2 separate regions of the Ctenopharyngodon idella genome follow, and region 2 is linked to region 1. A link is a contact called in public Hi-C data. All regions are on one chromosome and are shown on one strand. Each heading gives the region's core, a stretch centred on a gene start, on an enhancer-like site or on the middle of the called end of the contact. The rest is flanking DNA. Distances are from core to core; before and after follow the strand shown.

What was found. Hi-C and Micro-C count contacts between places; a contact is called where the count stands out from the background.
Region 2: a contact with region 1 is called in a Hi-C map of muscle, with 7 times the contacts expected there. The contact joins the promoter of LOC127498322 here to the promoter of meis2a in region 1. A contact is called at or near these places in 2 of 2 Hi-C or Micro-C datasets (both in muscle).

What each region holds. Positions count from the first base shown.
Region 1 is chr17:32,476,172-32,481,287 of HZGC01, forward strand. meis2a (Meis homeobox 2a) reads left to right here and starts at 2,731. Exons shown (of 13, transcript XM_051868235.1): 1 at 2,731-3,314; 2 at 3,629-3,849; 3 at 4,319-4,460; 4 at 4,706-4,756. The coding sequence starts at 3,303. LOC127498643 (a long non-coding RNA gene) reads right to left here and starts at 2,260. Exons shown (of 2, transcript XR_007925938.1): 1 at 1-2,260.
Region 2 is chr17:32,879,294-32,884,725 of HZGC01, forward strand. It overlaps LOC127498322 (serine/threonine-protein kinase Nek9), which reads left to right and starts at 3,070. Exons shown (of 23, transcript XM_051867574.1): 1 at 3,070-4,276. The coding sequence starts at 4,091. It overlaps dph6 (diphthamine biosynthesis 6), which reads left to right. Exons shown (of 15, transcript XM_051867575.1): 15 at 114-1,991. The coding sequence ends at 232.

The DNA.
Region 1 (5,116 bases), core at 1,481-3,980:
AACTGATAGGCCTACGTGAAAAATAATCGCGTAGTTTTAAAATGAAAGTTATCTAATTGTAGAACATAGTGCAACAAAAATAGATCATTTAAACATTATAATTTACGAAACAAAAACGATCTAAAAATGTATCGAATGCGCAAACTCTTTGTAGTCTGTTTATTTCGTTCTTCCCTGGCAAGCTTTGTTCATTAAATATAATTCATTCGAAACAAATTTTGTTTGTATATGTTTTTTTCCCCCCTCAAGATATCAGTGTTTATTTCTTTTTATTTAACTACACTTCACACAGGATTGCAAAGTGGCGCATCATTGATCCGGCAGGTGTCGCTAAAGAGCTGCAGAAACACACACACACACACACACACACACACACGGTCTCTCACAGTGCAGTGAGAATAACGCCACTGAGCAGCCATGAAGGAAAAGACGCCTTTCACACAGAAGAATTTACAGTTACTCACGAAACTTCTACAAACACTGGAGCTCTACAGCTTTCCTGCAGGGACTAGAATGACACGTTCCCTGAGGTCAGAGAAAGTTTAAATGGAGCTAAAGCAGTACACGGAGAAATTATTATCCTAACATAAATAGTCACCTCAGAAAAACCTCCACACGTTTCAAAACTGAAGATGACGGAACATTTGCAAATATAGCCTAGATTATTAATCTAAAATTCCTAATGAACGGTATTTAAAAAAAAAAAAAAAAAAAAAAGCCTAAATGTTTAAAGTTGAGCAAATTCAAGAAGGCGCGAATATTATATTGGGCGCGAATTTGGATTTGTGAACTCTTCGGCGACCTGTTGTTCCGTAGAAATGTGTTTTTAGGTCGGCTATATTCCATTTAAAATTTTAGAGCTAAATTAAATTAAACAGCATTAAATAATTCTGAATAACCTGAAGCATTAGATTTAGATTTAGTTGTTAGGATAAAGCAGTTTACATAGCTAAAGTTAGACTATATTTTACATTTAGATTAGCCTATATTTTATGTTATGATTTTCATTAAAAAAAAATATCTTAAAAAGAGATGAGTTTAAAATTGTGTGAGGTTATGTAAAAGTGTTTGCGTTGAAATGGATTCTCAGTCGCAGCTGGGCAGAGACATCGAGAGCTTTAACCCTAAAATGACCTCAATTTGACACCAGCAGATGAAATTTTACCGCCTGTTAAAGCCATCTTCTGCCCGAGCCACGGATCCACGTTCACAACACTGATTTTAGCTGTTTTAAAGTCTCTAAGCACGAGTTTGTTCAGTCGGTAGGCTCTTTAAAAAAAAAACTAAATATTTTTATTTCATGGATTTATTAACATGGACGAAGCGAAGATGGTATTTTAAACAATTTTGAAACCGAAAGCGTGTTTTTCTATGTCAGTAAAGTTTCTTTTCGGCTGAAATTATTAGCCGTTGTTTCGGAAAAATGCGGATTTTATATCCTAAAACTGAAAAGTAAACCAGTTCGCATCATAGGCTACTCATCAATTTGTAGCCTTAAATCAAAGCGAAAACGTTAATATGAATAACAGAGCGTTTTCTCAAGGCACTGATTTACTGTGTGATTTTTATAGATTTTAATTAATAAAGTTATAGCTGTTCAAATCTTTTTTTTTTTTCCTGCTGTGATTGTGCAGATCAGCAGTATCACGCGCACTTTTCCCGCGCCGCGGCAGGCTCAATTCTATAAGGATGCGATCGACTTACCCACATTTATCCGATCACGCGTTTGTATAGAAATGGTCCTCATCTTCTTCCTCACGATGAAGCAGTGGTCAGACAGCACGCGCTCTGTGTCCACTGCAGTCGCTATTGCACAGTGAACCCTTCACTTCTACTTTCTCCTCATGTTCTTCCCTCCCCTCTGTCATTAACAGAGCAGTTGTTGCATTTATGAAATCCGTTTTAATTGCCGGCTTCATTAGAACACGAGCCCGCGGTTCGGGCGTCTGTGTTGGAGCGGCTTTTTGACCTTGTTTGTTGAGGTCTGCTCGATCCTGGACGAGTTCAGCTCCACTAGCCCGACGTGAATTGTTAATTTCAACAACAAAACAACAACTCACTGAGCTCTAAATGTAGACATTTATGTAAAAAGCGATCGATACGACGATGATGTCACATGTGCCGCGATGTAGGCTATATGTTCATTGATGAGGAGTAGTATTTTAAGGGTCTGTTTGTGGTATTAGGGGCCATCTGTAGCACAATCAATATCATTGCTCCTCCTCTGAAACTTCAGGCCTTCCTAATGATTGATGATCTTGGGGCTCTTTGATAATTGAGCAGCGCGATGCACGGCTCACATTTCAATCTCGAAACGCTATTGGACTAAAGATAGTTTCCATAAAACCTCTTTTATTCCTTCAGCCTTGTGGAAAAGTTCACTTTATTCTCCGTCTAAATAACAATTTTTGTGCCTCGCACAAGAACAAGGGGATATGACACTCGATATCAGTTGTACGCATTACACAAAAAAGTCGTGTTAAAAAGATTTTCCTTTTGTGCAATAAAGATACTTATTCGACGTTTGGATGCCTGCCCATCGCGCGGTGTCTCATTTTCTCAGTGTATGTGAGTGGGATCTGCGGTGGCTCCCCCCTCGCGCACTGGACGCTCGCCTCTCGCGCAGGGTTTGGCGTGGAGCTCGTGCAGGACTGGCTGTGCTCAGCGCCACTTCCGGCTTCCGTCATTTCATTCTCCCGCCGATGCGCGCAGCTCAACTCACTGTGTTCTATAAGCGAGCGAGCGGCCGACCTGCCAACACTCACTGACACTCACTCATCTCAGACCGCGCAAGAGATCGCCGCATTTTTTTAAAAACTCTTCTCTTTTCCCTTTTTTTTTTTTTTTTACAGTAGTAATAAAACAAGAAAGCGGACCGGAGGCATAAAGAAGACAGGGACTTGTGGGATGAAAACGGGGCTAAAAAGATTCATCCTCTCTTGAACATCATCACCAACCATCATTCATTCATTACCTTGACAACCTCTGGCTTTGATTGACAGCTGGAGTGGCAAAAAGCCATGAGACACGACAGTTTAGTTACATGCAGGTTGTTGATGGGCCGGCTGTAACCTTCAGTTTGGTGCTTGACTTTTTTTTCTTTCTTTTCTGGGGGGCAAAGAGGAAAAGAAGAATAATTGCAAAACTCTTCCCGATGCCTGCGCTCTTTCTCAGCCATACTGGAAAATAGGAGAATTCGGCAAGTTGCTTGAAAAAGGGATCTTTGCAGCGCATGAGTTTGTGAGCGGACTGGGAAATTAAATCTACGACACAGATCCAGAGGTTTATTGGAGCGCAGGCTGATGGCGCAAAGGGTAGGTTTAAAATCTCCAACACTCACCTCCACTAATACACTATCTATCACAGGCCTCGACTGTCGCCTCACGCGCAAAACTACTTCAGTCTGACGCACTTTGTTGGGAATATTCGCCGCGTCTCATCGCCCGAGCTCCGCTTTTAAAGACACGCTTTACTCGGGGAAGCACAACTTTACCATGTTTTTGGTAATTACGAGCAAATATGCCAGCAAACTTTAGTCTCGCGCGACGCCTTTCTTCTTATTTTTCCACGGTATCGCTCTTTCTTCTGCAGCATTGTGTTTTATTGTGACTTTCTGCTTCTCTTTCAGTACGATGAGTTGGCTCATTACGGCGGCATGGACGGGGTGGGTATGTACGGAGATCCTCACGCGCCTCGGCCGCTCCCGCAGGTCCATCATCTGAATCACGGACCGCCGCTCCACGCCAGCCAGCATTACGGCACACATGCCCCCCATCCCAATGTCATGCCCACCAGCATGGGCTCGGCTGTCAACGACGTGTTAAAGAGGGATAAAGATCAAATTTACGGGTGAGTTCTATATTAATAGCGGATCCGTGAATTCCTTCGGTCGGCTTCTCTTTCCCGTAATAGTTTTTCCAGAACTTTAATAGGATTTATTCTGTATACGGTGCTTTGCTAGAATTGCTGGCACAATTTTAATCTACTTCACTTTGATTTGTGTTTTTTTTTTTTTTATTTATTTGGCACTTACTTTCTGCACTTATTTTTTTTTTGACGGCGCTTGCTGCTTTAATTTCACTTAAGTTCAAAATCACTGCAGAGCTACAAAACCCGATGTCTAAACGCAGTTTTTTCATAAACATTTACTCAACTGTAGTATCTGAATATTTCGAATTTCCGCTTCACTTAAGCCGCTTTGTTTTTAGGACGCAAAGCCGAATTATTCCTCGAACTGTTACACACTCTTCCTCGTATTATTCGTCGGTGAAATCTGAACCGAGCGCTCTGAAAGGTTCGTGTGTTGTTGTTCCTGCAGTCACCCTCTGTTTCCTCTGCTGGCTCTGGTCTTTGAGAAGTGCGAGCTGGCCACATGCACTCCCCGCGAGCCCGGGGTGGCGGGAGGAGACGTGTGCTCCTCCGACTCCTTCAACGAGGACATCGCTGTCTTCGCCAAACAGGTCACTCACGACTCATCTACCCTTGTCCATACGTGTTGAAAACATTCAAATAAACAAAGATAGAAGTAATCGCCCTTTTCATTTTAAGACCGCTAACCATATTTCCATCAATACAGTGTTTAACCAGATTAGTAACGATTGCAATTTTAATGCATCTTTGCCCTTTCATTAAAACACAATTATTAAATTACTGCACATATTCTCATCGATTGCTATTAACCCCGATTTTTTTGTTTGTGTTTTAGGTCCGCGCAGAAAAACCTTTATTTTCTTCAAATCCAGAATTGGATAATTTGGTAAGATAACACATCAGCACTGATTCTTTTCACAATAGCCGTGCAATCGAAATCTCTTAAATGAGTGTCACTCATTATTTTCGAGATTTTTTTGCATTGGATCTGGAGATAGTGAAAGTAAATACGAGGGATTTGATGTGTGACAGGACTGTTTGAAGTGGAGGGTATTATAGTGAAAAAGTCACTCATTATAGGGCTGATATCACCATCAACCCCTTAGCACTTTACACAGGCCAGTAATTCCACGTGCAATTTTTTTAAATATCAAAAATAATTGCTTATTATTTTTTTCAAGCACATTATTAACTCTTGAATTATTTCTTATGATTGGGATGGTTTTTGTTCACTACAAAATGTTGT
Region 2 (5,432 bases), core at 1,820-4,319, 400 kb after region 1:
GAGCAGGTCAATAATGTAGGAATGTGCTCGAAGGGTTAATTGCGGCCTAGGCAGAATTGACTGAGCACTTAAGACGTGTCTGAAGTGTGACCTTTGTGCTCTTGTGTCCGTAGGGCTGGAGCGGAGCCTGAGCGGCGGTCTGGATGGATCCGGTCCCGCTGTGGCGCTGGTTCCGGTTGAAGACCTGCCGGACCGCGTCGTCCTGCACGTCTCCTGCTGGCTCAGTGTGTAAAGGAGCTTCAGTGGATCAAACGCCAGAGTTAAACCTGCTGCTGATGTCAAGCTCAGATCGAGCCCTGTAATCGGTGGCGCTCTCATTGGATGTTTGTTTGTTAAAGAGTTTGTTCATCCAGATGATCATTCTGTCATCATTTACTGTCCTTCAAACCTGTAGGACTCTTTCTGGAGCACAAACACAGATGTTTAGCAGGACGTTCACACTGCTCTTTTCCATTCAGTGAAAGGCCCATTCAAACCGAGGAAGATGTTTGAGCCAAATGGATTTTGAATGCAACTTTCAAAAGACAACAAATATATATTTTTACGTTTGATAATTAAGTTACACGATTAGGCTGTTGTTGGTACAAAATTATTAGTGCCGCAAAGCCGTCACCATTTAGTACATTCAGCCATTTTGATGCCAAAATATGTAGTTTTTTCGTACAACCGATTAGGGGAATCGGTCCAAAATTTTTACAAAACATAATTTTGCCAACATAACAAAACTGGAAAGTTTAAAGGGGTCATGTCATTAATTTTTTTATTATTTTAATATTCCTTGAGGTTCACATATAAAACTTTTTGCACATATATCTGAAAAAAAACAATTATTTTCTACCCTCATTCTGTCTGATATTACCAGTTTTTAAGGCGTGGCTCCTTTAAGGCTTGTCAGTAAACGGCCACTGTTATGATTGGCTAATGTCATTGCATAGGAAACAGTATCAATGCCCACATTTGCTATTGCACACAAGCAAGTGTTTTGAAAACATCCATATAAAACTGTAATTTACAGACAGCGTTTACTACAGTAACTTGAGTAAAGTTTAACGAGTGGGTCTCTGAGCTGGTGTGAATGATTGAAGGCTAATTTGCATATTCATGGAAATTCATTTCTGTATTAAAACACAGGCAAAAAAGAGGCAGAAACAAGCAATAGAAGCAATGCTGACGCAACATGTTAAATAATCAAGCAGTCAATTCATCGACTGGCCGCTAGAGACAGGCTCCAAAAGGGAGTCAATCCCATAGACCCCCCATGTTAAAATGCCCAACTTTACAGCAGAAAAAATTTTTTGCAGCCTGGTACAAAAAGTGGTTTTGGTCTATACAGCTAATTTTGCCCTTCATGACAACTGTGAGGGGGGTGAATTTTTTATAACTCATCCTGTTTAAATTATATTAAGCCTTAAAGTTCTGCATAATTAAGGGTGTGGTCACTTGAGTGACAGGTGGATTGCCAGCTGCTGTCACTACTAGCTGTTTGTCTGTTAGCTCCACCCACGCCCCGCCTCTTTGCCCATTTTCGGTTATCTGGGAGTGACGCGCTGCTGAGATGGCAGCCGGCTCCACCCACTTTGCGCTTCAAAAATGCTCTTCAGAAACACACAGGTGACGTCAGGGACACTACATCCATGTTTTATACAGTCTATGAAAATAACGCGATCATCAGACATTAAACAGCATTTACATCAAAACTTCTCAACGTTACTGAATGAAATGTCAAACCCATGAAGAGGAAACGACTGTGAAGCTTTGAGGGTGTTGATGGACTCGATCTACTCCATCTGTGTTTTGATCATCGTTCCCATCCGGATGAAGACTTTGACAAAAATTCAATTTTCTGTTTTTTGTTCAAAATGTTGCTTTGTTTTATTTTTTATAAAACTTACATTTAAGTGTCGATAAAAAAAAAAGATTAAAAATATATGAATATGAAAAAAATTAAAATCATGAAGCTAGAATAAAATGGGTTTGTTTGTTTGAAAGCAGAGGCTCTGTTTCTTTTAATGTATTGCATGTTCAGATATTAATACAATAAAATGTTCCAAACATCAGAAATTAAGTTAGAGGTGATATTCACAGGATATATATGTCGACATAACTCCTTCAATTCTGTGTAATATTTTAAAGGATACCTCTCAAACTTTATTTGTTATTGCCTTTACTTTTTTTTTTTTTACACTTGTTTTCATATTTAGATGACTGTTGAACATGGCACATATCTTTTCAACAACACATTTCTAATATATCCATTACTGCATTTATCTTTTGCAATATTAATGTCACCATTACATATATCAAGTGATGTGTTCTTGGTCAGTGTTAACAGAGGAAAATCCAGAGTTTCGTAACAATAATGTAAAGATAATAGCACAGGAATCTTGAGTTTGGTAAAAGCAGACCTCATTCATTAATCAACCGACTAACAGACTAAGTATACCACTGTCACACAAGATACTTTTTATATAAGATATCTCTATTATTCCATTCAAAATACAGATGCGGTGAAACATTTTGCTTATAAACTAATTGCCAAGACAGCAGTGGCTGCTTATGGACATTTGCCAGTTTAATTGGGATTCTATTTTCAATAGAAAAATTACATTTTGAAAGAAAATTAATGCCACACAAAGAATCAAATATAAAATTGGGGAAAATACTCTGTGTGTGTGTGTGTGTGTGTGTGTGTGTGTGTGTGTGTGTGTGTGTGTGTGTGTGTGTTTAGAGAAGAGTCTGTAATGTATTCAGTGGAGTGTGTCGCCCTCATGTGGCTGCTATCAATGTTGCTCTCTGTGAAAATATCGTATTAAACTGCAAGATTCTTAAGCCTGACATATGAAATAATACTCTCTCTTTATATCTCTCTCTTTATATATATATATATATGTGTGTGTGTGTGTGTGTAGAGAGAGAGAGACGTCCACCTTCAGCTCTTATATATCAGACTTGAGTTCCAACCCTGCTCCAACACACCTGTCTGTAATTATCAAGCAACCCTGAACACCTTGATTAGCTGGTTCAGGTGTGTTTGATTGGGGTTGGAGCTGAAATATGCAGGATGGTAGCTCTCCAGGAGCAGGATTGGACACTCCTGGTCTAAACTATCAATCAGACGACAGAATGACTGTGTACGGGTTTAACAGATCATGTTGATCATTTAGAGGACTTAGAAATGTGCGTATCATACAGCAGGCTTTATAGGGTTAATTATATCCTAGAAGTTGTTAACTATAAAACATATTTGAACTATATTCTTTTGCATATGTTTGTCAGTTGTAATCAGTTTGTGTCTTATGTGGTGTAAAACGATCCTGTTTGTTCTTAATTCCCTCTGTCAGAATGTGTGATGCCAGATCATATTCTGACAGCTCATTTAGTCAGTGTAATATGTGGTTGTTTATGAGAACTAGAACTCGTCAGCTGTTATGAAATACAGATGAGTTGTGCTGTAATATATATGGACAGTTTGAAGTGTGAGCTGATATACTGCCGTCGACAATGATCAAATCAAATCAAAAACACACTCGATAAAATCAGTTTCATAGAAAGTATAGCTTTTTCTTGACAAGAATTTGAGTCTGAGGAATTTTATTTTATTATTATTTTTTTTAAAATATTGTTTATTTCACTTGTCGTATGTAGGGTGGCGGGTATTTTAAATATTTTGTAATAAAAAAAATCGATCTATTTATTTTATGCTGTCACGATATTTTGAAATAAAAGCCCGTGAGCAGAAAGCGAGTCACTTCCGGTTCCTGCATCGCTTGTTGTTTCTATCCGAATCGACTCTCAAAGATTCATTCGATTCGCTTGATGAATATACATGCTTGTTCAAAACAAACGAATGAATGAATCGATTCACTGTCGGAAATGACTCCCAGCAGCAACTTCGTCTTGTGTAGTTCAGTTCGGAAAAGAAGAAACGGAGCACGAGGAAAGTAGTTTAATGTAAAGACCAAAAGTGTGTCTTTACGCGCGACTTTTGCAGTGCAGATGTGTGTGGTTTGAGGCGATCTTTGAGGTGAACTGAAGCAGGCCCAGATCAAACACGCGTTATTGTGAGTCGTGTTGAGTGTGTGTATGTAAGATGTCTCTGGAGGAGTATGAGAGGCATTACGCCTCTTTAAACTCAGAGTCTGGATGCGAATCTGTCAATGGAAGATCGTCAACATCTGGAACTTACGGTGGAGAAGAGGAGAAACTGCATTACATTCCCATTCGAGTGCTGGGAAAGGGCGCTTTTGGAGAAGCGACTCTGTACAGACGCACTGAGGTGAGCAGCTCTGAATATGATATATATTTATCATTGCTCCGATTTCGCAGGATTTAAGAGCAAACGTCACTGAACTCTGTTCTGATTGGTGGATTTGGGTGTTCTGTCACGCCCACTAATAATGAGGGGCTTTATATTCCAGCAGTACAGCTTAGGGATGGGCAATAACAAACTTTTTTAATATACAATTTTAATGATGCGATACTTTACAAATGTAATGATACCGATACTTTCTGTTACAATTTTAATGAGACCGATACTTTACACATTTAATGATACTGATACTTTTTGTTACAATTTTAATGATAAGATACTTTTTATTACAGTTTTAATGATACCGATATTTTACAAATTTAATGATACTGATACTTTTTGTTACAATTTTAATATACTTTTTGTTACAGTTTTAATGATACCGATACTTTCGTTACAATTTTTACTATATGATACTTTAAAAATTTAATGATACTTTTGTTGCAATTTTAATGATACAGATACTTTACAAATTTAATGATACCTATCCTTTTTTACAATTTTATTGATACGATACTTTTTGTTACAGTTTCAATGATACTGATACTTTTGTTAGTTTTAACGAGACTGATACTTTACAAATTTAAATATACTTCTAATTTTTGTTACAGTTTTAATGATACTGATACTTTACAAATTTAATGATACTGATACTTTTGTTACAATTTTAATGAGACCGATACTTTAATTACAATTTTTACGATACCGATACTTTACAAATTTAATGATAGATACTTTTGTTACAATTTTAACAATACCGATATTTTACAAATTTAATGATACTGATACTTTTTGTTACAATTTTAATGAGACCGATACTTTACACATTTAATGATACTGATACTTTTTGTTACAATTTTAATGATAAGATACTTTTTATTACAGTTTTAATGATACCAATACTTTTGTTACAATTTTAAATAGACCGATACTTTACAAATTTAATACTTAATTTTTGTTACAATTTTAACGATACCAATACTTTGCAAATTTAATGATACTGATACTTTTTGTTACAATTTTAATGATGCCGATACTTTACAAATTTAATGATACCCATCCTTTTTTACAAATTTATTGATGCGATACTTTTTGTTACATTTTTAATGATACCAATACTTTT